Linked DNA regions of Mus musculus: all the other regions are linked to region 5. A link is a contact called in public HiChIP or PLAC-seq, Micro-C, capture Hi-C and promoter capture Hi-C data. All regions are on one chromosome and are shown on one strand. Each heading gives the region's core, a stretch centred on a gene start, on an enhancer-like site or on the middle of the called end of the contact. The rest is flanking DNA. Distances are from core to core; before and after follow the strand shown.

Region 1 (2,700 bases), core at 173-2,672, 2.7 Mb before region 5:
CAGGATTGCTATCCATCCCAGGAACTCATGATGTTCCTGTGGGGGTGTTTCAAAACCATGGACAGGAGCCTGATGAGAGGTTCGGGAGCAGGATCCTTTCATTGTAGAGGGTGGATGGAGGATATAAAGGGGTGTGTGTGTGTGTGTGGGGGGGGGTTCACCTGGAATGGGGACTCCGCCAGGCTAGGGACAAGTCATTTGGAAGGAGTTTGGAGATGCATGGGTGTGGGAGCAGGAGCTACTCTTGCTTTCTCACAAGAGCTTGCCTAAGATGAAGAGGCAGTGAAGAACTATAGAAGCAACAATGTAGGCTATAGCATCCCTGAGCACCACTGGGCCTATGAGCTCTGTGCTCCCGAGGCCAAAGGGAAAGGACTGTGAGTTAGAGACTAGTCTGACTCAAAAATAAGAAGGGGGTCTGGAGTGAGGAAGCAACTTGGAGACCAGGTCAGCAGGGCCAGCTGAGTTTTACCAGGGTTTTGGATTAGCCAAGCAAGAGAGGCGGCCAGGGAGTGCTGTATTTTCAAAATGACTATGGGCAAAGCAGGGTGTCAGGTGGGTAAATGTTCTGCAGATTCAGTACTGACGGAGCCATCTTCTAGTCGACACTACAACCTTTTGGTAAGGCAAGTCATTTGTGTCTTTCCCCTGCTTACAAGTGGGGCTCTGTCCCTCCCTGGTACCAGCTTCATCAATCTCATATACACCCCTTTTAGCCTGTGCTTCTACACTCTTAAATTTGCTTCCCAGATCTTTTTGGACACGCTGCTTTGTCCAGGGGGCTCCCTGAAGACAGCGCCAGTGGCTCTCTGCTACCCTGGGGCATCCCAAGTGCCAAACTAGGACTTTGTCCAGAGCTGTCACTCTGATTTTCCTATACAGGAAGAATGAGAACCTTGCGAGTACACACAGGCCTTGGGTTCCTCCCCCAGCACCATCACACTAGACAGGACAAGGAGCATGATCGCTCCAGCCCCCCAACCTTGTATTATTGTACGTAACCAAATGCTAGTGACAATGTATGGAGATGCAAAGAACATGTCCTAGGCTCCGCGCTGTGCCCAGGACGAAGTGCACCGGGGCAGTCTCATCTTCCCGTTCTCTGCTGTCTCGTCCCAGCCTTTTGCTTTAGCCATCCCCGCACAGCCTCCACACTCAAGGAGGTCGCCCTCCCGACTCGACCCGGCCCTCCGCAAGCAGGCAGCTGAGTTCCGCGGGATCTGCGGTCGCGCCTGCGCACTGAGCTCACCTCGCTCCTTGCGCTCCGGAAAGCCGAGGTCCGGCGGGAAGCTGGGTATCTTCTCGGGGTCAGGCTCCACCGAGGCATCCCACAGATAGCGCCGGGTCAGGTGCGCCCCCATGGCTACTCTGCCTTACCCTTCTTTAGTAGCCGGGGTCACCTCGCTCCCACCTGGAAGCACTGCCCCTTCAGTGTCTTCCGGGTCATCTAGGCTGCGGCGGGGGTCATAGAGATGAACGATGGAACGCTTCCTGGCTCGCTGACACCCCCTGGCGGTGTGGAGGAGACAGAGCGGGTGCGGCGAACGCCAGTTGGCTAGAAGGCCAGGCTGGCCAGGGAGTTGCAGGGAGGAGTGCGGGTGTGGAAGCGGGGAGGTGGCAGGGTCCCCTGTGCTCTGCCCAGTGCTAGGATTATAAATGTGTGCCACCAAGCCTGCTGTATACATGTGTATACATGGGTACTGTGGACACCCTGGACCGAACCATCTTCCGCGTTCCTCTTCCTCCTCCTCTTTTTTTTTTTTTTCTTAAATTAATTTTTTTTTCTGGTTTTAGGATAGACCCCCAGGCCTAGCATATGGTAGATAAGTGCTTTCCCACAGATATACACTACCATTTCCAACACTCGAACTTCCAAACACTTTCCCTAGGTTTGTCGGTGTGAGTGCACATACGTAGGTGTGCTTATGAGTGCATTTGGTGGTCAGAGGTCAATTTCTGGGGTCATTACTCTGTCTCTGTCCAACTTGTTTGAGACACTGTCTCCCACTGGCTTTGAACCCTTCAAGTAGGTGAGGCTGGCTGTCTAGAAGGCCCGAGAGATTTAACCGGGCACCCTGTCTGTGGTTCTGGAATTTCAAGCGTGTGCCCCCACACCAGGAGTTTTCTTACATGGGGTTTGGGGACTGAATTGAGTTCTTTATGTTGGTAAAGCAATCACAGTAATGACTGAGCCCTCCTTCCAGTCGTTGTTCTTCTAAAATGAATACTTTGTGATCCTGGTCTAGAACATGGTAAATGAAGGCTTTACCACTGAAGCCTGTCCGTAGTGCCCAATCCTGACCAGAGAGGGCGCAGCCAACCTGATGGTCTTAAAAGCTCTTGGTCTAGAGCTTCTGAAGGAACCACTCTCTTCCTTGCTCCTAAGTGTCTGTCAGGGTGTGTCCTCTCTTGGCTTGCTCTCTCCTCTCATCCAGGACAGCTTATTTGACTCAGACTAAGCACACCTCTCTGTTCAGAGCTCCCCAAGGCGGGCTGGTCTGTAAGCCCCAGGGATCCTCTTGTCTTTGTCTCCTCTGGGCTGCCATGCCCAGCGTCTGTTTTACATGGTATTTTAGTTAGGGTTTCCATTGCTGTGATGAAATACCACCAGAAGCCATTTGGGGAGGTAAGTGTTTTACTTCCCGGTCTGGAATGCAGTATGTCCTGACGGGAATGTCCTGATGGGAAGTCAGGACAGGA
Region 2 (2,700 bases), core at 179-2,678, 2.7 Mb before region 5:
CTGGCTCATCTGGCAGAAGAACCAAGTTCAATTTCCAACACCTACATAGCAGCAGACCATGGTCTAACTCTAGTTCCGGGACCTTTAATGCCCTCTTCTCTAGAAGCATGTGAATGGTATACACATATACACGGAGGCACACGCTCAAATAAATTGAAAAACAAAGTTCCAGCAACAGTGAGGTCCTGTCTCAAATAAATGGTCACATTTTGTTCCTTTTGCATGTATTACTGTCAATGCCACGTAACACACAAACTTTCGTCCAGAGTAGCCTCAAGGCAATCCTCCTGACTCAAATACCCCAGAGGGGGGATTGTCACAACATCCGGTTCCTTTGGAAACAGGAGCTTATTACCCTGTAGCTCTGATTTGAAGCAAATTCACAGCGTTCCTAATTCGGTTTCCCATGTGGAGGTGTGAGCCCCCGCACTCTGCTCAACAAGTTTTGCTCTTAGTAAAAAGGCCACAGGAACTATAGCGGGAGGGATTTTATGTATATATTAAAAAGCTTGTTAGTCAAGGACGAATCTCAAGTCTTTTAACTCCCAATGGCAATAGGAGCAAGAAACACACTACTCCGTTTTACTTCCTGACAACATATTCGGTAGTAAGGCCTCTAGATCTCGGTGCGACCAGGTTTACGTGACTGCTCCATCCTCCCAGCTATGCTGTTACCATCTTACAGAGAAGCTCCTACGCACTGTTACCAAAAAGGCTCAACCCTGGGTGAGCGAACACTGAGCTTGCGGCTAGGAAAGAGAATCAATACTCGGGCAATTTTCATTCCCATCGCGACCGCCGCCCTCCATCTGCACCATTCCGGCGCTGTGCAGGCGACCGACCGGGAGGGGCTGCGGCAGACGTGCTAGAAGCTTCTGTGCCAGCGGCGCGCCCAGAGCTCCTCCTCCTGTCTGAGGCCGCGGATCAGAGGGTGAAGGAGGCGGCGCCGCCGCTAGATCCCCGGAATGCCTGTCCCCGGCCGAGGTCTTGGAGAGGCTCCGAGTGCCTCGGTTTCCCCGCCTGTCAAACGGCGGGTCACCCCGGCCGCGCGCACACGTACCTTCCTCTCCATAGCGGTCGAAAATCTCGCGCTTGCGCGGGTCGCTGAGCACGTCGTAGGCCTCGGCGATCTCCTTGAACTTCTCCTCAGCGCCGGGCTCCTTGTTCTTGTCCGGGTGGTAGCGCAGCGCCTGGCGGCGGTAGGCTCGCTTGATCTCGTCGTCGGACGCGCCGCGGGCCAGGCCCAGCGTCTGATAGTAGTCCTTGCCCATGGCCACCGCCGCCCAGCTGTCGCCGCCTCCGGCTCCGCTGCTGCCCCGTCCCGGACTCTATATACCCGTCCGGCGGAAGCTTCCAGATCCCGCCAGCCCTCCAGAACCTTCCGCCCCTCCCGATGCGCCGCACGACACCGGCCAATCGCTGCGGCCCGCTCCGTGACGCAGCACATCCGGGGTGGGACCCGGCTGCCAACGGCTTTCCGCGCGGGGCCACGCCCCTTCCCTCTCTACTCTGGTCAACGCCTTCCTCGGGCGCGCGCGCCGGCTGCTGGGGTTCCGCCTCCGTAGCGGATCCAGCCAATCGCAACCCTCTCTCTCTCTGCGGACAGGTGGAGGCGCGAAGAGGGGCGGGGCTACAGAGACGGGCCTCTCCGAAAGGCCGCACCCTTTCCCCCAGGTTATCGCCGGCTGGGAGGTTCTGCTGCGTGACTTGTGGTAGCTACCTGACAAGTACCTCTAAGCTTTCCTGCTCTAACCCAGGGATAAAAATAGGCACCCCGCCCTCTTCTGCCCGTAGCCCTTGGTTTTTCCCGTAAGGCCGTTACTGTAAAGCGAGGTGAGACTGGTCTGCCTTGGGCTTGCTGCAGTCGGGCTGCCTCTCCGGTTTATCTTACTTCCTACTAATTCCTACTGGGTTTAGCTCGCCTCTTGGCGTTCTGATACTTGTCACTTCCTTTGCCGTCTGAGTTTACCACCAGGGCTGCGTGATTTTTTTAAAGATCCACTGGGTGCTTCGTAAATATTTCCAAATACTTTGATATAGTATAGCTTTTTGCTTTTGGTTTTGTAAGTCTGGGATGATGGCGGTCAAGGACGGAGCTGAGTGAGGAAGAGGAGAGAGCTTCAGATATTGGAAGGCATAGAGAAGCTGGAATAGTCATTGGTGGTTCTTGCAGGGAATGGGACTGCCTGAAAGTGCATGAAAGACTGACTCTCATCCTAGCACTTTCTGGCTGTGTGACCTTGGGTTGGTAGAGTAGCTTTTCTGGTCTCAGTGTGGTCATCTGTACAAAGGGAATGGTCGTGGAATATGGTGAAGTTGACATTATTCTGCATTTGTTAAAGACAAGGGACAAAGGGTGTTCTTGAAAGAGATGATTAATCATCTTGTTTAGTGGACAACTGTTGACATTCCCTTTCTGGAAGCTCTGTAGGAGGAGAGTCAGATAACCCTTGCCCTAGGCACCCCTGAGAAAAATGACTTTAGCCTTCCGTTAATGGTATAGCTGTGTGTGGTGTATGTGTTTTGATTTTCCTAACTGTACTGACCCCATGAAAACCGAACCAGTTGAGCCCTGCCCCCCGCCTCCCCATGGATTTGGAGCTAGGGAACACTTGTAGAGAAAGTGTCTTTAAAGGTACAGAGACAGAGATAGTGAGCTGGCAGTGGTGGTGCATGCCTTTAATCCCAGCACTTGGGAGG
Region 3 (2,700 bases), core at 16-2,515, 2.4 Mb after region 5:
AACTAAGGCACACTAAAAATTGAAGTTTGGAGCAAGGGTATCCTTTTTTCCTTTTTCTCCTATCCGCCGCTCCCGCCAATAATCTCCCCCAAACCCCTTTCTCTCCAACAGACTTTTTTTTGGGGGGGGGGGGCGGCAAAAGGGAGGAGTCGGAAATAGACTGGATAATGAGGTCTATTCCAGGATAGATAAAGAACTCCTGGCAACCTATAGTCCCTTGGGATGGGATGCTACTAAGAACGAGAGGAGTAACTTTCAGTTTCTGTACCCTCACTCCGGCACTGAGCAGAAGTCATTGATTGCCCGCAGAAAAGGCAACCTGCACTCCCACTCCCCTGCCCCATTCCTAATTCCCTCCTGGGCTAGCAAGTGAGAAGAACCTGCTAAAAGCCCCCCTCTCTCCCGCTGCGAGACAGAGGGCTGTGCCGCAGCCAGGGCGGCCGCTCCTCCCGGGGACTCGCCGACGAGTTCAGAAGTGGGAGCCGGCGCGCTGCAGCCGGCGGAGGTGCGGCACTTACCCCCGTTCACTCCGACCGACGGCTCGAGCTTAGCGGCGCCGATCGCCACCACTATCCCGACCATGAACCATTCTTTCCTCGCCCTCTCCAGCAGCCTCATATTTGTTAGGGCGGGTGGGTTTTGTTTATTTGTTTGGCTGGCTTGCTTTCCAAACTGCGATCCCTAAATCCCCGGGGCGTCTCCACACTTTCCTCGATCCCTCCAGACATGCAGCAGAGCAAGTCAAATTGCCACTCGTAAACTAAAGACCGAGGGGTGGCTCGGGCGGCTCCGAGGCGGGCTGGGAGTAGTAGTACCCAGTGACAGGAAAGCCTCGCTGAGCGCCGCCATCACTACCACGCACCTCAGAATAGACGCGCCCACCCGCCGAGGACCAGGGCGCAGGGGACGTAAAACGGAGGCACACCAGGAGCACGCAAGTGAGACGAGTCACGGGCTGCACTAACAGGACCCGCCGCCGTGCATACACGGCCAAGCTTGGGGAGGCCCGCAGTGGGAGAGAGGGATGAGGCGCCCCAGACGCCCAGCCTCATCATGGGTGTCGCTGCAGTAAAGCTATATTGACGGCGGCCCGAGCCCCGAGACATGCCTTGCAGAGAGCGTCTCTCACTCTGCCCTGAGCCCGAGAGACCCGCGGCGTGCGCTGGGCCGGTACCGGGCTGCGCCGTGGCGGCGGCTGCGCGCGCCAATGCCTGCTATGTCTATGCGCGTATACTCGAGACATTACGGCGACGACCGACGTCGCGTTGACGTTGCGCGGGGGGAGGGGAAGCCATTCGCGGCCTCTGGTTCTCGGCGGGAGCGGCGGCGGCAGACGCGTGTGGCGACCGGCGCGGGAAAGCGGCTTCCTAGTTAGGGAAGCGTTAGCCCCGTGGGTAGGTTGAAAATCGGTGGCCGAGCAGACGTCCGGGACGGCAGGCCCCCCGCCTTCCCGCAGCGGCGGCGGCGGGAAGGCGGGGAAGGCGGGCTGGGCCTTCCCGCCAGGTCGGTGGCCTGCCCGGGCCTTTCTGCCCGACCGCCTCCGCGGCCAAAACCCGCCTCGGGAGTGGGGAGGACGGCCGGGATGGGGCAAATCTTCCCTGGGGGGCGGTGAGAGAGCGACCCAGGCTCCTCCCCACCCGTGTGCCGCGCGTGGGCGGGCGATTCCGGAGGCCGCGTGGTGCGGGCCTTTGCCTGACCCCGAACCACTAAAGCAACAGGACAACTGAGAGGGGGCCAGGAACTCAGAACAAAAGCAGTGAGGGCCAGATCCAGGGTGGAGGGTCTGATGTCCGCCCCCTCCCCCAACCCTCGGTTTCTTGCATTGCATTTTGGCGAATCTATGACATAGTTTCACGAATGGTCTTCCGAGCATCAACCCTTCCTCTTTATGCACCCAAAGAAAGAAAGGAACAAAGTATTGTGGGACATTTTGAAGCAGCCTGGTATCAGCTACTTGAATAGTTTACTATGGAACGTAACGTTCGAAAGGGATTGTACCAGACTTTCATTCTGAATGCATTCAAAGCTTGAAAGAGACTCGGCGTGCAATTTGCTCTATTTAACTTTATCTTGCTGACATGACTCGCTATCCAAAAACTAAGCTGCTTTAAGCAGTTGTGCTATCAGTTCTCAGTTGCACAGCCCCCACTGCTCGGTAATTACGCATCAGGCAGCATGAAGAAAAGCTAATCTCAAGATAAAAAGAACTTAATAGGGAGACATTAAACAATTTACCAGGCAAAAGAAGTACATGAAATGTGATAAAGGCTTATTATAAGACAGTCACAAGGTAAGTGGAGTTCTAGGAAGTAAAATTTATAACATAATTTTCTTCAGTAATTTTGCTTGGTTCAAAAGGAAAAAAAAATCTGCCTCAGTCATCGAATACTCAAAAGGTCATCACAGATAGTGCTGCTTAAGTAAGGCTGCTCACAGAGTCTTTCTAGAGATTTTGACCTGTTTAGAACAAAATCTTAATTCATAGAATATTTTAACCGTAGTTTTGTGAATTGTATTGTCAAGGACTGTATTAGTTTGCTAGGGCTGCTATAACAAATAGTCCCCTCCCCGAGTTAGCTATACTCAGACAATAGACATGTTGTTTTACTGTTGCAGAATAAGGAAATCCAAAATGGAGATATTGGAGGGCCATGTGTTCTAAAGGCTCTTTCCAGCTTCTTGTGGCTGTTAATATTCCCT
Region 4 (2,857 bases), core at 191-2,690, 2.4 Mb after region 5:
TCACCCCTGTCCCGGACCAGCCACCCGCAGGTCCTCATCGGTATATGCACCTAGTGTCTTTCCGCGCTCTGGAAGGCGAGGGTAGCCCCAAGTGCCGCAGGACGGAGGGGAAGGATGGGAAGGAGAGGAAATAGGTTGTGTTTGGGGGGGTTGGGGCTGGGGAGTGGGCCACACTGTCTGCTTTTGAACTGGAACTCAGAATGTGTGTTCACTTCCAGGAAAGTGGTTTGCACTAGCACAAAAGTGGGAGCAAAGTGTAAGCAAAAAATAGTCTCTGCACACAGTGACTGTAGAAATGAAGATAAGTGGGACTTACGCCAGTCTGAGTGTGTGTGTTTGTGTGAGTGTGTGTGCACGCGCGTTTGAGTGAGTGAGTGAGTGTGTGTGTGTGTACGTGTACACGGTGTTAGTGGCATTCGGCAGCACATGCGCTCTGTATTTCTGGCCCTTCTCGTCCTGTCAGTTGCTCCTTTCCCTTTGATTGTAGCTAATGAAGAATAATACATCCCAGAGTCAGGGTTTGCCAGGAGATCCTCCCAAGTCCCAGCTCACCCTGTACTGGACATAGGGAGGAGGTGGAAAAAGAGAAGGGGGTGGGAGGAGAGGAATCTGTACATGTGTTAGAGGGTGATATGCTCATAAAGGGGGGAGTCGCATGCGCATAGAGGACACTAACGGGCTGTGTGGCTGTCCAATCCGCTGAGAGCTGAGGGAAATCGAGGGAGAGGAAGCCCTGCAGCCGGGCAGACCCACGTCTTTCTGCACTAGGCACCCGCCGGGCGGTGGGATGCAAAGCCCGGGGCTGACCTCAGCACGCATCAAGGCGGGAGCTCAGAGCAGAGCAGAGGACCCGGGTCGCCGCAGCGTCTAGATCCTCATCCAGGGGAATCAGGGTCACTGGAGCTGACGGGAGGGGAGGGCCCCTGAAACTTAGTGGTAAGCAGAGGGCAGGAGAGCAGGTGGCCAGGTAAGGTGCACCTCACAGTTCAGGGCTAGTCGCTTCCAAGATTGGCTTGGAACGCAACTTTTAGGGGGAGTTTTTTTTTTTTTTTTCCCGAGGGAGGCGGGAAGATCTGGAGACTGTCATTTAGGTGACTGGCACTGCCGGGTGGGGGTGGCCCGAAGCACCGACCTGGCTAGTTGGGTGGGGTTGAGCTGGGGCGCGATTAGAATCAGGAGTTGCAGGCGCGGCGTAGGAGTGGTAACAGCAGAGCGCCTGCCGGGGCAGGGAAGGCTGCGGGTCCCGTGGCAGAGAGAGAGGGGCGGGTGCAGGGAGAACTGAAAGGACCGGAGCCTGCGGGGAGCCAGGGCGGGGAGAAACCCACCCAGAGCAGTGCGTCCTGGCAGGAGAGGGCGGGGGAGGGAAGGAGGGGGAGGGCGGGCGGGGGTCAGGCGCGGGAAGAGGGGACTATAACTCCACCGCCTCGATGAGCTGGGGCACTTTGGGGTGCTGAGGTCTGAAGCCAGAGCCACCCGGAGCAGGGCAACCTCTCGGGCAGACCTAGCGGGAGACACAGGAGCGGAGCTAGCGGCCACACTGGGAGAACCGGGCCTGGAAGCAGTGGCGGCTGAGCACAACTTTGCAGTGTTGTTCCCTCTGCTGCTCCGGCCGGGTACTTCTCCGGAGGGTCGGGTAGCTGGGACCGGAGTGCGCCAGCGACGAGCGCGCCGCGCAAGGAAAGATGATGATGATGTCCCTGAACAGCAAGCAGGCGTTCAGCATGCCTCACGCAGGCAGCCTGCACGTGGAGCCCAAGTACTCGGCGCTACACAGTGCCTCCCCGGGCTCCTCTGCGCCCGCGGCGCCCTCGGCCAGTTCCCCTAGCAGCTCCAGCAACGCTGGCGGCGGCGGCGGTGGCGGCGGAGGCGGAGGCGGCGGCGGCCGGAGCAGCAGTTCCAGCAGCAGTGGCAGCGGCGGCAGCGGCGGCGGCGGGGGCTCGGAGGCGATGCGGAGAGCTTGTCTTCCAACCCCACCGGTGCGTATGTCTGCATAATCACCGCTTAAAGGCACATTTTGACAGCCTCCTTTATCTGCTTGATGTTTTTTTCATGTCTGCACAGCAAATCACCCCACACCTCCAACCAATCCCCCCTCTCTTAAGTATTCAACGGGTCTTGCCTTTCATATTAATTTTTATGACCTGGGATGCTGCCTGTGCGCGTGTTGTGTTGTGTTGTGTTGTGTTGTCTGTGGCTCACTTTTCCTCCCCCTGCACATTGGCTTCTCGCGCAGGCTTCCCCTCTCTTCTCGCTGCCGAGTTTCAGGATCACTGTCATTATTATTATTTTAACGTTCTGGGAATGCTGTAGGCACGGTGGCGGTGGCGAGCCCTGGGCCGGGGGCTTCCGGAGAGAGCGCTCACAATTCCCTGCTGAGCGTAATGTGTGCCTTCTACTTACAATTGCAGAGCAATATATTCGGCGGGCTGGATGAGAGTCTGCTGGCCCGTGCCGAGGCTCTGGCCGCCGTGGACATCGTCTCCCAGAGTAAGAGCCACCACCACCATCCGCCCCACCACAGCCCCTTCAAGCCGGACGCCACTTACCACACCATGAACACCATCCCGTGCACGTCGGCAGCCTCCTCTTCTTCTGTGCCCATCTCGCACCCGTCCGCTCTGGCTGGCACCCATCACCACCACCACCACCACCATCACCACCATCACCAGCCGCACCAGGCGCTGGAGGGCGAGCTGCTTGAGCACCTAAGCCCCGGGCTGGCCCTGGGAGCTATGGCGGGCCCCGACGGCACGGTGGTGTCCACTCCGGCTCACGCACCACACATGGCCACCATGAACCCCATGCACCAAGCAGCCCTGAGCATGGCCCACGCACATGGGCTGCCCTCGCACATGGG
Region 5 (2,865 bases), core at 214-2,713:
AGTGCTGGGGTTGCAGGTGTAAGTTTCTAACTGCAGGTGTAGATTTTTGTATATAGAAATGGAATAAGTGAAACTTATTTGGGAAAAAAGCTCTATTTGAAATTCCAAAAGTTAAATAATACAAGATAGATTACACTTTTCCATTTCAAAAGCACTTTATGGCAAAAACAAAGGGCACTGTCTCTTCTTATATGCAAGGGCTTTTGTCTTATTATTAACTTAGCATCTACTTTTCTTTTCTTTCTTTAATTTCTTCACTCCTGCCTCCATGTCTCTCTCTAGTCTTTCTTTCCCTCCCCCTCCCCTACCTACCTTGGCAGGCCTGGGATTACAGGGGTTCTGCCAGGCAGGGCTCCCAGCACCTTTTCCTCTTTACGACCCCCAAGGTTTCAGACTCAGAACACACATTTATTAGGAGAGCCCCAAACTCATGCTTCTCAGAAATGCTTGTTTATCTATTTGTATTTTCACACAAACTCCCTTTTTGAGACAGGGCCTCTTTATGTAGTCCTGGTCGCCTTAGAACTCACTTTGTGGACAAAACTGGCCTTAAACTCACAGAAATCTGCCTGCCTCGGCCTCCCAAGCGCTGGAATTAAAGACATGCATCACCATGCCCAACTCTTTAAAATTTTTGTCTGATTATATTGCCTTCTAAAATTTGTTCCAAGGCTTTGTTTCAAACACACCCGTAAAGAAGAGTCTGTTACAAGACTGTGTCAAACTCAGCCCAGATATAATAACTGTAAAACACACAAAAAGGCAAATAGAATTAGGGTACCCAGAATGATTTCTTTTCCTGTCCAACATCCTAGCGCAGGTTTTAAACAAACACAACGCCAACTGGAAGAAACAGCCCATGAGTGGAAGCAGTGTGAGACTTTATCCTGTCTTAGAGATACACGCAGCTGAACGCTTTGTGGAGGCTAAGCGGTAGCATCACTCGGTAGAACAGCTCCTGGGTCAGGCCCTAGGCACCCAGGAGGTCCCCCACCCCCTTGGTCTCTGGGTGCACAGTGAGGGTCCTAGCGCGCTCCTGGTCCGGGAGACGCAGTCCTTCAGTCTCTCGAGCAGCCAGGACCCGCTTGAGTGAGTTCTCCTCCTGGCTGGGTTATTTTTTCAGACTGTCAAGTAGGGAAATCCTTCCGAAAACTCTGGATCGCGAAGGCACAGCCGAGTACAAACTCCTGACCCTGGGGGTTGTCAAGATGGCAAACTCAGTCGGAGCTGGCGAGAGTGCCCGGCACTCCCGCTCTCACACTGGGGTGGCGCTGCGTTCCCGGAGACCGCCGCCTTCCATAGCGCGCGGGCCCGGGGCGGCGGGGCGGCGAGGACCCCAGCGCGCCTGCTGACTACAGATCCCAGGGTGCCTCTGCCATCTCGCTCCCTCCCAGCGCCGGCCCCGCCTCCCCAGCCCTTGTTGTTTTGGCTGGAAGCGCTCCGGAGGAGTTTCAGAGAAAGTCTGGGCTGAAGCTAGAGGCGACCGATCGTGGGAAGGGGAGGCAGAAAGGCTAGGAGGAGGAGGGCCGGGGCCCAGGCCGCGCCTCCCCGAACCCGCCGCGCGCCCCCGGGGTGGGGGAGGAGCGCAGGGGACAGGACAGAGGGGTCCCTCCCCGAAGCAGAGCCGCCCTGCGCCTCGTCCCTGTGCTGATCCCCGCCCTCATCCGAGGCTGGAGCGCAGACCCACCCTCCCACCGCGGACCCGCGACCTCCCCGACGCCCGGCGACGCCCTGACCCTCGCTGCTGGTCCGCGAACTCCCTAGGCTGATCAGGACCTGCCCCTGTGCCGGCTGCCACCCGGACGCCGCACGCCTTCCCAGGCGCCCTTTTCCGAGCAGAGGGAAAGAGAAGATCGAGCCCCTCTCAGTGTGAATGCGCCAACGGGCGGAGCGGAGCGGAGCGGACACCGCGCGCGGGCATTGTGTGTGCGCGTGCAGCGTGGGGTCCGCAGCGGGGAGCACCCGCGGGAGGTCCCGTTTCCAAGGGGCGGAGCGCAGGGCTTCCAGTTCTGGGCTCCCTGTCCGGACAGAGTCCCAGCGGAGCCCGACCGCTGCCTAGGCGGCGGGACGGCGCGCCTGGCGGCCAGGAGGGCGCACTGAAAGAAGGTCGGCGAGCCCTGGTCCCCGCGGTTCCCGATCGAGTTCCTCTTCAGTCCGCGAATCTGCGGGAGAGGTTCGATCGCCGACACAGGGCGCGGGGAGCCGGGCCGCCCCGTCGGGGGAATCTGAGACGTCCTCTGGGCTGCGTTTGACTGCCGTGCCCGCCGTGCACGGAGCGCGTCCACTGTGTCCACCGACCCCTTTGGTGTCTGGTCCTCGAGTCCTCACGGCGTGCACCATGAGCGGCGGCGAAGTGGTTTGCTCGGGATGGCTCCGCAAGTCGCCCCCGGAGAAGAAGTTGAAGCGTTATGTAAGTACAGGTCAGGTCACCGTCTGCCCCGCTGCAGCAGCCTGCGCGCCCGGTTGGCTCTTCCACGAATCCCGCCCTCCTTTTCCTCGATCCGTCTCTCGGCCGGCGGGCTCCGGACCGGGTGCGGTCCACTCCCACCCTGACGTCCACTCGGCGGCCAAACTTTCTCCCTCCATATTGCAGACTGCCTCCCTTGTAGGCCTCGTTGCCTGTTAGAGAAGCCCAGTTTTCCAGCTCAAAACTGGCTGCATACTTTGGTTGTTGTTATTTCCATTTAGCAAGGGTGGAGTGAAACAGGGAGAAAGAGCCTTCTTTTATTATCTGTATCAGATTCTCATGGAGCTGTTAAATCTCCCCTCCCCGAGAAACCGCGGAGGTAGTAAGTACTCATGGGTTCTCGATTGGGTCCGCGCCCGCTCTCCTTTGCGCCTCCAGGAGGTGGAGGGAAGTGAACT
Region 6 (2,746 bases), core at 4-2,503, 2.3 Mb before region 5:
TGCTTCCCTGGTAACAAAAGGGTATTTTATACCTAATTGCCCATAAAGACAGCTGAGTCCAAGCTAAGCATCTTCCATCTCTCTTCTCAATACATTCAGCAGTATGTTAAAGGGGGGTAGGGAGAGTATGCAACCCGGCGTTCGATTCTTAATAATTCACTCATTGCTAATTTCATCTTAACCCACTATGGGTCACCCAGAACTCAAAGACCCCATCGCCCGACAGGGTCAGGAAAGAGGCGTTTCTCTCCTAGTCTGGGGGAAAATAAAATCACAACTCGAGACACCTTCCAGGCCCCCAGACAGGGCCGGCAAAAGGCCCAGCCCCGGAGACCGGGCGGCGTCCCGGGTGTCCGCAGCCAGAGCCCCGGGCGGAGCCTCCCGCAGTGCCCGTTCTTACCCGCCAATCCGCCGCCGCCACCCCCGTCGCCCCCGTGGCCCTTCCTTCGTTGCAGAATGAAGTAGGGGTTGGCTCTCTCGGTGATCCACAGCGCGTTGGCCAGCAGTACCTCCTCCGGATTCACCCACATGGTCCTGGTGGCCGCGGGCAGTCGCACAAAGAGGCCCGCACACTGGCGCGCTCTCCCGGGCACACGCGCGCCCTCCCGCCCGTGGGTGCGGGGCCGCGACGGCCTTCAGCAGGCTGCGGCCCGCGGCTCCCGGCCCGCGACAAAGACCCAGCGGGCAGCCGGGAACGACGACGGGGATCGGGACCCAGCAAGTAGCATCCTCCCTACGGCTCCTCGCTCGCCAAGTGCACAGCCTCGCAGCCCGGCCCTGCCCACCGCAGGGCGAGCAAGCGTCGGGGCTCGGTCTCAGGGCGCGGCGGTGTTCAAGGGCGAGCTTGTGCGGGAATCCGAGCCCCCAGGGCGCCGTGATCACCAGCTGCCGAGCCCGAGATCACCGCTCGTGGACACTGCGCGTCGGGGCAACGAGCTGGAAGGACGCTCCCGGCGCTGGGAATGAATGACGACAGCGCGGCTCAGTCGCCGCGAGCCCGGGTGACCGCGGGTGGCTTCTCGCGAGCCCGGTAGGGACTGTGTGCGGAGCGCAGGGCCCCACGCCCATCCCAGCAGGGAGGAAGCTGCCCCGCTCCCAGAGCCTGCGTGTGGCGTGTGTATTCAAGGCTGACGCTCGGCGGGACAGCGCCACCCCTGCCCCGGAAACGTGTGTTCCCAGGTTCCAGACCTGGCTCTAGAGCCAGGAGTCCAAGGTGGACGCAGCCAATGGTTGGTAATGTTTTTGTTTCCTGCATCCCTGGATCAAGTCACGCGCTAAACTTGTCACCACCGGTGGCCACTCCCCTTCCATTCCTTTGTAATTAAAGTGGCCCAGCTAAATGCATTACATCACTTCTTTCCTTGACCTACAGGGCGTAAGCTATAGAGAAGTTGGAAACAGACCAAAAGCTTAAACCAACTAATTCTCCCCACAGCTGTTCCTATATTGGGCATTAGGAGCTTTGAGGGACACTAGCATTGTTTGTTTGTTTGTTTGTTTATGAAAATTAAACCAGAGGCACTCAGACCAGGCAACTTTATGCTTTTAACAATTTGTCTTTCCCTGCATTCCTGGAATCCCTTTCTGGTCTCAGCTCATTTACTGCGTATCGTACGCGACTAAATGCATTCACCCGAGAGATCGGAGAAATGTTTTCAGCCAAAGAGGTTTTCCTTTTCAGATGACCAGAGTTGTTGACTAGACTCTGCAATGGCCCAAAAGTTAGCCAATCGTGAGAATCTCCTCTTTTCAAATAACCAAACCATTCAAACACATTTTTTATGTGTGTACCTATGATTTAAATGTGTCCTTCCAACCCCAAATTCAGTCACTGTGACAGCATTAATCTGTGGGGCCATTAGAGGCAATTAGGCCGAGTGGGGTCCCTCATCAGGAATGGAGAAAGACACAGAAAGCAGCACACAGGAGTTGGGTTAGTTTATCCATCAGCTCAACTCTGTGAGGAAGCAGACAGAACCAGCAGCAGATGTGGCCCACATGGTTGTAGACTTACTGACCTTGACAACCATGCGAAATAAAAGTCTTTCCTTTAAGAGTTACTCATCTTGCCAGGTGTGGTGGCGCACGCCTTTAATCCCAGCACTCGGGAGGCAGAGGCAGGTGGATTTCTGAGTTCGGGGCCAGCCTGGTCTACAAAGTGAGTTCCAGGACAGCCAGGGCTACACAGAAAAACCCTGTCTCGAACAACAACAACAACAAAAAGAGTTACCATCTCAAGTATTTCATGACAACAGTACAGATGGACTAAGAGCGGTTTGGGTGTGTTTCTGACTGTGTTAAGGACTCTTCCAAGTAGCTGAATGAGCAAACTGGCAGCCATTCCATCAAGGCTTTGTGCCCAGCCCTGAGGGTGCTAAAGAAGTACAAGGCTCTCTTCCTGTCACCACAAGGGTCTTCTCCCTGATTTGTTTAATCATTTAGATACCTGTCCATTGACAGGGTCCCACTGTGTAGCCCAGAATGGCTTTGCACTCAAGAGCCTCTGGGCTCATGAAGCATAAGCATGAAGCTCTCTGGTTGGTCTGCACTAGCAACGGTCTGGCTTTTCACCTGTTTTTCATCTTCAGTCTCTTTAGGAGACAGACACTAGACCTTCAGGCCTTTAAAGATGCTCAACACAGTTAACAGACGCAGGTATGTTGCTTTGTGGCAGTATAATTTCTAAAACTACAATAAACCCGCCATGCTGAGAACGGAGACAGTGGGGCAGCCTGAACTCAAGTCT
Region 7 (2,704 bases), core at 20-2,519, 2.5 Mb before region 5:
AACAAGCCCAGAGCCCTGAGCCCCCACCTGCTAGCTGCATATCCATCAGCACACGCCACCATTTACAGACAACAGACCAACAAGACCAATCAAAACAAGACAAAAAAGACTATCTTGAGTTTAAGGAACAGGATCAATGTGTCTGGATGACCAAACCAACAGACTGTAGACTAGAAAATGGTCAAAATTACAATTACCAAAAAAAGAGAGCTACCTAGGGAGATGTCAATTTTTCAGGGCAAGAAAAACAACCATGATTTACTATTCTGTTTCAACATAAATTAATCTTCGTCAGAGATATTGAACCATTGACCACCTAATTTTTAAATTTTTGTTTTGCCTAATTTGTTTATTTCTGTTTATACCTTCGGTCTCCAGCTCCCAACTTCCTAGCCTTTTGCTCTTTAACCCCAAACAAACCCCTGCATAGCTTCTTCCTCCTGGGTGGGGCAGATGCCACTTAAACTCAGCTAAAGTATCTGACTGATAGTAAACAGGCTTTAGATAATGAGACTCTAGTCATTAAGGTTTTCTGGATTCAACACAGGGCCGGTTACTCCCCAATGGCTCCTGTTAGGCTCCACCCAAGTGTCTAGGGAGTGGCCAGGATTCTCTGGCCACCTTAGCCAGGTTTGAGCGTGGGGGTGGGGGAGGTAGGGTTCTTTGGCTTCACAGAGAAGTGGGCTGCAAATGTGCCCAGGTTGGTTTTGTTGCATTTTCTAGAAAGATGCGAGAAGAACTCTCCAGGGATTGTGGTAGAGCTTCGTGGAACCGGGCCACACAGTGGCAACAGCAGCTGTGGCAACCGCTGGGATAACGGACTTGAGAGAGGCGCCAGGCTGGGCAGGGCAACCTGGCCTTCCCCAGTGTCAGGGAAGCAGAAGGAGGACCCAAGGGACTCAGGGTGGCGTCTCCCTCCATCCAGGGCTGATCTCTGTCCCCGAGGTTGGCAGAGCCCACCCAAGAGTCTAACTCCCACATTCATCCCTGAACTCATCCTCCAGCCTCACCTGGCCGCACCAAGCTAAGCCTTCTTCTAGTCTCAGAAGAGGATGCTGCGGGGCACCTGGATCCGATTTCTCACCCGGTCCCCAGAGAACAAGCCGCAGGAAGGCGGCCCGCGGTCTACACACCTGTCCTGCGGGCTTGTGTCCAGCAGCGGCAGCTCAGGTGTCCGACTGGCCGCTACTTGGTGCCCGGCGTCTCCCCAGAGCGATCCCGCCGGCAGCCGCCCAGCAGCGACTGCTAACTGCGCGTGCGCGAGCGGCCGCGCGGGAGGATGCAGGATGCAGAGGCAGCCCCAGTGCGCAAGCGGCCCGCTCAACCGCCGCTCGGGACCCAGCGGCCGCGCGCCTGGGGGGATGCGGTCCTTCCAACGTCAGTCCCTCTCTGGAGCTCAGGCTGCTGGCTCTGCAGACTGCTCAGTTCTTCGTGTCGCACCTTAATTGGTTCCCGGATGGATGATGAATAGATGGATGGTTTTGGGTTTTTTTGTTTTTCTTTCTCTTGTTTTGTTCTGATGACCTTAAACTTTTTGATCCTCCTTCCCTTCTTCCTGACTTTTGGATTTGCAACGCCACACTGTTATGCAGTAGTGATTGAAGCCCTCTTGGTGGGGTTATGCAAGCTCTGTATCAGTTGATCCACATCTTTTGTTTCCTCAATTTTATCTCAACGTTTTTAAAAGAGTGCCAGGGCAGGTGTGCCAAATTCATACGCTGAAATTTCCCTCTATATTTTTGTGTTTTAGTAGCTGATTGTTCATGGTTATCAACCGGGAAGCTTCCTATTTCACACATGCTCCTGGCTTGCTATTACATTATAAATGAAACTGTACATTTTCATTTTGTCAGTATTAATGTTAATAATTTGCCACAGACACATAATTGGTTTTTTATTAATCTTGAACACTCCTTGAAGGCATTACCTGCTTTTTTCTCTGTATGTTTACAATTCTGTATATTGTTTGTATCGTCTTAATTTGTGTGACCAAACTTTGAGTCTGTGTAAACGTTCTGTTTTCTGTTCATAAATGTTTGAAGTCTGCCCCTTGATTTAGGATCTGTCATTTTTTTGCTTGACTCAACTTTACTGTGGTTTCAATACAGTAATTTTAACTAACTGTCTTCATTCCTTATTAGGCACAAGCAACATTTTTAAAAACTTAACACACCTCCATCCAAGAGTCCATCCTATTTAGGCATAGAGTCTGTTTTATCCAGTCACTGTGTACAGTTACTGTGGTACCCAAATTGTCCTAGGTTTAACTGAAGGAGGTGTGAAGGGTTCTTTGGAAAGTCAGTTGGGTGGTGTTTTGCTGGGACAAACACTTGAAGGAGCATCTTGTTAAAGTGGACATAGGTGTGAAAGGCTACAGCAGACTCGTGAAGGAATGTTACACTGAAGCAGACACAGGAGAGAGGATGTTCTGCTAAAGCAAACATGTGAAAGGACACGTGATAAAGGATTCTTCGCTAATGACATATGTATTGGTGTGCCTTACATTGTGTAGTTGAGCTGTGTCTGTCGGGACTCCATAGAAACACATTAAAGAATTGTTGGTAGTGTGTTGTAGTTTTTGTTGCTTTTGCAGACTTGGGCTGATTGGCAGAGTGATGTCAGCTGAGACAGACGCACATGCTAAGGCAGGACCTGTGGAGGACACGTGATGTTTAGAGGGAGTATAAAAAGGACCCAACTAACA

The links. Promoter capture Hi-C pulls out the DNA fragments that hold promoters and counts their contacts. Hi-C and Micro-C count contacts between places; a contact is called where the count stands out from the background. HiChIP or PLAC-seq counts read pairs in DNA pulled down with a chosen protein or histone mark. Capture Hi-C pulls out chosen DNA fragments and counts their contacts.
Region 1: an H3K27ac HiChIP or PLAC-seq map of embryonic stem cells shows a contact between it and region 5, with 6 times the contacts expected there. The contact joins the promoter of Ndufb7 here to the promoter of Gab1 in region 5. A contact is called at or near these places in 2 of 115 datasets of contacts at active chromatin or transcription factors (astrocytes and embryonic stem cells) and 1 of 9 other capture datasets (embryonic stem cells).
Region 2: a contact with region 5 is called in a capture Hi-C map of embryonic stem cells, with 6 times the contacts expected there. The contact joins the promoter of Dnajb1 here to the promoter of Gab1 in region 5. A contact is called at or near these places in 2 of 115 datasets of contacts at active chromatin or transcription factors (astrocytes and embryonic stem cells) and 1 of 9 other capture datasets (embryonic stem cells).
Region 3: a contact with region 5 is called in a promoter capture Hi-C map of liver, with 2.3 times the contacts expected there. The contact joins the promoter of Rbmxl1 here to the promoter of Gab1 in region 5. A contact is called at or near these places in 1 of 39 promoter capture datasets (liver) and 2 of 9 other capture datasets (adipose tissue and embryonic stem cells).
Region 4: a Micro-C map of embryonic stem cells shows a contact between it and region 5, with 6 times the contacts expected there. The contact joins the promoter of Pou4f2 here to the promoter of Gab1 in region 5. A contact is called at or near these places in 1 of 39 promoter capture datasets (cranial neural crest) and 1 of 484 Hi-C or Micro-C datasets (embryonic stem cells).
Region 6: an H3K27ac HiChIP or PLAC-seq map of embryonic stem cells shows a contact between it and region 5, with 10 times the contacts expected there. The contact joins the promoter of Tbc1d9 here to the promoter of Gab1 in region 5. A contact is called at or near these places in 5 of 39 promoter capture datasets (embryonic stem cells, hippocampal neurons, liver and 2 more) and 5 of 115 datasets of contacts at active chromatin or transcription factors (astrocytes, differentiating embryonic stem cells, embryonic stem cells and 2 more).
Region 7: a contact with region 5 is called in an H3K27ac HiChIP or PLAC-seq map of embryonic stem cells, with 6 times the contacts expected there. The contact joins the promoter of Clgn here to the promoter of Gab1 in region 5.

The regions. Positions count from the first base shown.
Region 1 is chr8:83,565,480-83,568,179 of GRCm38.p6, reverse strand. Ndufb7 (NADH:ubiquinone oxidoreductase subunit B7) reads right to left here and starts at 1,422. Exons shown (of 3, transcript NM_025843.3): 1 at 1,250-1,422. The coding sequence starts at 1,361.
Region 2 is chr8:83,606,903-83,609,602 of GRCm38.p6, reverse strand. Dnajb1 (DnaJ heat shock protein family (Hsp40) member B1) reads right to left here and starts at 1,428. Exons shown (of 3, transcript NM_018808.3): 1 at 1,061-1,428. The coding sequence starts at 1,271. Gm42029 (a long non-coding RNA gene) reads left to right here and starts at 1,753. Exons shown (of 3, transcript XR_878996.2): 1 at 1,753-1,833.
Region 3 is chr8:78,507,493-78,510,192 of GRCm38.p6, reverse strand. Rbmxl1 (RNA binding motif protein, X-linked like-1) reads left to right here and starts at 1,265. Exons shown (of 2, transcript NM_001252089.1): 1 at 1,265-1,394. Slc10a7 (solute carrier family 10 (sodium/bile acid cotransporter family), member 7) reads right to left here and starts at 865. Exons shown (of 12, transcript NM_029736.2): 1 at 519-865. The coding sequence starts at 618.
Region 4 is chr8:78,435,230-78,438,086 of GRCm38.p6, reverse strand. It overlaps Pou4f2 (POU domain, class 4, transcription factor 2), which reads left to right and starts at 1,440. Exons shown (of 2, transcript NM_138944.3): 1 at 1,440-1,976; 2 at 2,409-2,857. The coding sequence starts at 1,683.
Region 5 is chr8:80,879,077-80,881,941 of GRCm38.p6, reverse strand. It overlaps Gab1 (growth factor receptor bound protein 2-associated protein 1), which reads left to right and starts at 1,463. Exons shown (of 10, transcript NM_021356.2): 1 at 1,463-2,410. The coding sequence starts at 2,339.
Region 6 is chr8:83,163,859-83,166,604 of GRCm38.p6, reverse strand. Tbc1d9 (TBC1 domain family, member 9) reads right to left here and starts at 1,253. Exons shown (of 21, transcript NM_001111304.1): 1 at 401-1,253. The coding sequence starts at 530.
Region 7 is chr8:83,388,407-83,391,110 of GRCm38.p6, reverse strand. Clgn (calmegin) reads right to left here and starts at 1,269. Exons shown (of 15, transcript NM_009904.4): 1 at 1,011-1,269. Gm32377 (a long non-coding RNA gene) reads left to right here and starts at 1,622. Exons shown (of 5, transcript XR_878991.3): 1 at 1,622-1,700.